Linked DNA regions of Mus musculus: region 1 is linked to region 2. Evidence: chromatin contacts called from public Hi-C data. All regions are on one chromosome and are shown on one strand. The core of a region is the stretch at or near the end of the contact, and the rest is flanking DNA. Distances in the headings are between cores, read along the strand shown. Region 1 overlaps Stx18 (syntaxin 18). Region 2 has its middle 39 kb from the start of Gm20052.

What was found. A called contact is a pair of places that touch in the nucleus more often than the background predicts.
Region 1: a Hi-C map of uterus shows a contact between it and region 2. The contact joins two enhancer-like sites. A contact is called at or near these places in 3 of 484 Hi-C or Micro-C datasets (nephron progenitors and uterus) and 1 of 9 other capture datasets (embryonic stem cells).

The regions. Positions count from the first base shown.
Region 1 is chr5:38,063,545-38,066,244 of GRCm38.p6, reverse strand. All of the region lies in intron 1 of Stx18 (syntaxin 18), which reads right to left. Among named protein-coding and RNA genes, the nearest start is that of Stx18, 26 kb to the right of the region's middle. Within about 2 kb of position 1,369, at least 23 of the 459 cell types and tissues checked have an H3K27ac peak or open chromatin away from gene starts, as enhancers often do. A contact at or near this core is called in uterus, where this site is marked.
Region 2 is chr5:37,931,082-37,933,781 of GRCm38.p6, reverse strand. No RefSeq gene overlaps it. Among named protein-coding and RNA genes, the nearest start is that of Gm20052, 39 kb to the right of the region's middle. Within about 2 kb of position 1,326, at least 6 of the 459 cell types and tissues checked have an H3K27ac peak or open chromatin away from gene starts, as enhancers often do. A contact at or near this core is called in uterus, where this site is marked.

The DNA.
Region 1 (2,700 bases), core at 120-2,619, 130 kb before region 2:
ATCTTATAACAAAGTCAGCAGACACAATAAAAATGAATGTGCACTGAACCTGTACCACTGAGAGAATAGGGAAAGACAGATTTCTTTTGGCCATCTCCAAGTATTTTTTAAAATGGTAAATGAACATAGCAACTGAAAATTATAAGAGTTTTTTACATTTAAGGAAAATAATTTATTTTTCCTAACCATACAACAAAGAGTTACAGTCAGCAGCAACACATTTAAAGGGCTATTTTAAAAAATGCTACTCACTGGCGAAACCCCCTCCCCCAGCCCAGTGTAGCCTTTTCTCTAGCACAAATTATTGATTTGCAAGCAACAGTGACTACTCACAAAACTAAACCTCTTGTTACAGCTTAAGCCACAGCAGATACAAAAGCTTTTGTGATGAGAGAAGGCGGTGTCTGAGATCAAGAGGCTGAAATACCAAGTAGCAAAAATGAATCCTCTAAGAACTATCAAACCAAACAAAAAATAAAATTAGATATAAATTCACGTTTTAGACTGTGGTCAATTGAGGTCTAGACAAAACCCTATGTTTGTTCACTGCCTAGTCTCCAGTCTGCTCCAAGTTTGAAAAGGTAATTGAACACAGTCTATAATTACTGGATTAGACACAGATGGGCTCTGTACATTTCAGGGGGAAAAAGCACTGTTTTGATTCATTTTATGATTGCCTGTAAGGTCAGACTTTTCAGAATGTACTTTCATCTGTTAAATGGTTTCTCAAGCTCCCTAGGGAAGATCTTCAGTAACTGTGCTGTTTTAAGCAATTTGGGCCCATCAGATCCTGTCTTTGAATGTAACTAGCTGCCCATTTTCTAGTATTAGAAACCTGCATGTAGGTTAATTGCTACATCTCTTACATATTTTCTGAAGTTGCAGTTTTGGGGGGAAATTCAAAGACCCTGCCTCTCTTCTAGCAGAAACTGCCTTATGATGAAGATTTTCACATATAAATGTTACTGTTTGATGAATGAGTTTGTATCACTTGAAGTCCATGAAAAATACTTCCTAAAGGGCTCAAGTGAAAAACAGAAAAAGCAAACATTCTTCTGGACACAAGTCGTTAGCAACATTGATATGGTTATCTTCCAGCCGGGTAACTTATAAAGCAAAGCATATTCTTGACTAAACCCTTGCATATGGCTTTTTAAGAATTGCAAATGACCAGGAATTTTGTCTGTGCTAAAACAAAACAAGCAAAACTACTTCCTAATCTAAAAAAAAGAGGCCCTCCCTACTATAAACACAGCACTCTTTATCCAGCAGGACAAGCATGAAGTCACCACACAGCACCACATAAATCCCCAGAGCCCGCTCCCTGATGCATAGGCTCCAGATCCCTGTGCACGGACTCCCAGCCCTGGCTGAAACGCCATTGCCTTTGCTTGGTGTGCTGAATACACAGGCAGACACTTCTCAGGCCCCAACCCTGTCAGACGACCCTGGGGAAAACAGCTTGAGATGGAGGGCTGCCTTGTAGCCAGTCTGTGCATTCCTCGTGGATTTCCCACCCACATCATGACATTAGGAACATTTTTTTTCAATCTCCATTCCAATTAAAGCTTCATTTTCTATTCCCTAAACTCACTTTTGTTGCCATACTGATAGAGTAGAAATGTCCTAACTCCAGAAAAGTGAAAACAGAAAGTACAGGATACAGAATAGTCTCAAGGTTCCATTTTCAGAAGCTGCTGTGAGTGTTCGGGTTTTACAGCAAAGAGGATTTTATGGCCACAGAATAAATCCTAAGTTGCTGTTCTTCTTGAAATCACATGTGTGTAGGCCTAAAACAGGTTTTCACAGTCACAGTTGGCAGTTTCACCAACACTCCTGGTAAGACACACAAACATGATCAATATCACCTCTTCTTGTCACAAAATCAGACAGTTTCTAAGGCACAAAGATAATGGTGTGTTTTAACAGCACTGATTTGAACTGAGGCACATTTTGCAGAAGCAACTGTTTCTGTCACTACAGATGGCTCATTCCTGCCTCTAAAAGAAGTCACTGCAAGTATAATGATCTTGCACAGACCCAAGAAGTAGCTCTAAAATTAAGCCTACTTTAAGTTATAGGACCCAGGAAGTGTCTCTAAAATTAAATCTTCCATAAGTTATATCTTCACGGAAAATGAACAACTACCCCGATTTCCCACTTCACATGTGTACAGATTTTCTTATACCGATTTGCTCAGCTTAAGATTGACCTGTATTGAATGACTAGAAGCAGAGTAGCATGTAAGTGCTGTAGAAAATCATTCCCAATTTCCGCCCTTGCTCTCTGTAAGGCTCATGCTTAAACCAAGATAGGATCAGAATAAGGCATTTGTACAAAACCATGACAGAACTTTGGCCTTGTGATTGTGCCGTTTTATGTTTTCTTCATGTGCTGCACATAAACTGAACATAGCAAGCCAACTGGCATGGAGAAACTGCAAAGGGAAGAGAGCTTCTTTAGGTCAGTCTACATGTGAATTTCAATACAAGCTTCACAAGACTGGCTACCAAAAATCATGTCTTAATACAGATTATGAGCACACAGCTTCCTTACACGAGTGCTGAGGACTTGTAAAATAAATGTTTTTAATTCCTTTCTAACTTCTGCTTTCCCCCTTTTCTTAACTTCATCCAAAGTCACAGAATGCGGATCTTTACACTCCATCAACGCCTAGTTTAGAACTAAGCAGCTGCAGCT
Region 2 (2,700 bases), core at 77-2,576:
TCCTAGCCCTCGGAACTCTAAGGGATCCACCTTGTGTCCAACCAGTGGCCATTGGCATCTTTATTGGTTGATCAAAAACCAATCGGGGACAAGGATTTGGACATGCAGATTCCCAAATGAATCAAAGCATTAGAACCAATCTTCAATGTGTGTGTGTGTGTTTGTGTGTGTGTTCTAGGGTTGGTTTGGAAAGGTCAGGGTGGTATTCTCCTGCATACAGCTGTATAGACTCACTCTGACTATCCCTTCTGTGTATTCGTGTGCACATGTGTGCATGTGTGTGCATGTGTGTGGAAGAGGTCAGCATCAAGTGATGTCCCTCAGATACTGTCCAGCTAGTTTTCTGAAATGGGGTCTTTCATTGGCTCAGAAATTGCTGAGAAGGCTAGACTTGGCCATCGAACCTTGGGAACTACAAGGATGTGATCGCCACATTCAGCTAGTTTAACATGGATTTTGGAGATTGAACACAGATCCTCAGGCTTTCAAGACAAGCACTTTATCAACTGAGGTATCCCCCAAGCCCAGAACTGCATCCCCATCCCTCAAGTCGCCTTTCTCTTGGAGTCTGTCAGGTGAGTGATGCCAGACATTGGGAGAGATTCACAGTGATCTGGAAAGTAAATCAGAGAAGCTTGGCCAGCATTAGCTCATCCTGCCCTTCCTAGAAACAATGACTGGGACTCTGGAGAAGGGCCCTTTGTGACTTCACAAGGTATGCCTGGTACAGACCAGGGAGCAGCCATGGCCAGGGCAGAGGCTGGAGACTTCCCTTGCTTACTTGGACTCCTCCCTCTCTGGCTTACCATGCAAACTTCCGCTGGGACATGGAGGCCTAGGCTGGTGCCAGCCGTGCTCCTGCAGCAGCCTGGAGTGAGTATGGGAAGCAGTTTGACATGGTGACCTTGGAGTGGCCAAGCCTGGGGGAGGAGTTAGCCAATTTGGCTTCTCAGTGTGACTCTGGGTGAAGCACTTCACCTCACAGCTTTAGAATCTTTTTAAAGCCTGCTTCATATTTTTTATGGTAGACTTTGGCGCAGCGTTATCAACCCTACCTTACCAATGTGGAAAATGCAGATAAGGAAACGCCAAGATAGTAAATGAATTGTCCAAGATTTGGGAGCCAATGGTGTTTGAGCCAGGAGCTGCATCTGGGCCTCGTAAACACTCCAACTGGGAAGGTGTTACCAAGACTGGGCTACACTGGGGCCTCCAGCTCCCCAGAACAGCCTTTTGCCCCTGGCTGAACCCCCCAAAGGGCATCTGTGAGGCTAGCAGCTGGTTGACTAGCAGGCTCAGAAGGCCCCTAGATCTGTCTGGAGAGCAGACCCGAAGAATTTTGTTCTCCCTAGGACTCAGAAGGATGAACAACCTCCCAGGGTTGTCTGTATACTTCATGGTAGACTGCCTCCAAAGATTTGGGCCTCGGTCCAAAGTTTTTGTTTTCCCATAACAACCAGAATGAAATAAACTCTGAGTTCCCCATAAACTTTATTCGAATATATTAGAAAGGCAGACAGAGAAAATTATTATTTTTTCCCATCTGGAACAAGCACAGCAATTAAGATTTCTGGGCCTCCGTCCATATTTCATGAAGGGGTGGTGGGGGACAATATGATAAATAATAGATATTATCAAGCTTTCATTCCGGCATCGTGGTCTCCTTCTGCTGGGAGTTAAAGGCTTGGCATGGCAGAACACACTCCCTAAAAGCTGTTGTGCTCCCAATCAATCCAAAAATGGTTTTAACATTTGGAGTATAGCCTGGCTAAAAGGCAGCTCACGCTCACTGAAGGAAGGGACATAAGTTCAATTTTACTTTTTTATTAAGAAATCACACTCTCATGAAAGCAGTATTAGAGGTGGTAGGTGAGGGTATTAGCATTGCCATTGACTGGCTGGGTGACCAGGAGAACTGACTCCGTGGTTCTCGTAGCTGTTCAGAGCCTACCTACTTCCCCAGAGGGTCAGAGGATCACAATAGGAACCAGTGGGTGGGGCATCAGTGGTCCTCTGCATCCGGGCTAGGGCTGCAGGTTACTGAGGATGGGGTAGTCTATTCTGAGCGGACACCCTCTTCCTCCCTGCACAGCAGAGAGCCTTGGAAGCATCTCTTTTAGTCCACACATCTCAGGCAAAGGATCTCCAACTTTAGGTTAGGGATGTGATACAGTTGGTAGAGTGTTTGCCTAGTGTGCACAAGGCCCTGGGTTTCATTCTCAGCACTGCATAATGGTACATGCCTATATCCAGGCATGGGTGGTACATGCTTATAATAGGAATCAGGGGGGAGAGAAAACAGGAAGATCAGGTGTTCAAAGACAGCCTAGACATGAGGCCTTGTATTCAAAATAAAAGGCAGTGGATGGTGGTGGCACATGTCTTCAATCCCATCAATTCAGGAGGCAGAAGCAGGTGGAGCTCTGAGTTTTGAGGCCAGACTGGTATACAGAGTGAGTTCCAGGACAGCCAGGGCCACACAGAGAAACCCTATCTTAAAAAAAAAGAAAAGAAAAAGAAAAACAAAACAAACAAAAACACAAACAAACAAACAAACAAACAAAAAATGCACCAAACCCCAAAAAGTTTCTATCTTTACCCAATGGAAAGGAAGTTACTACATTGCATTGCATTCCAGAGATCCAGATCTAGTGAATTCTGACATTTCCTTACCAGAATGTCTTGGGGGCACCAGGACGA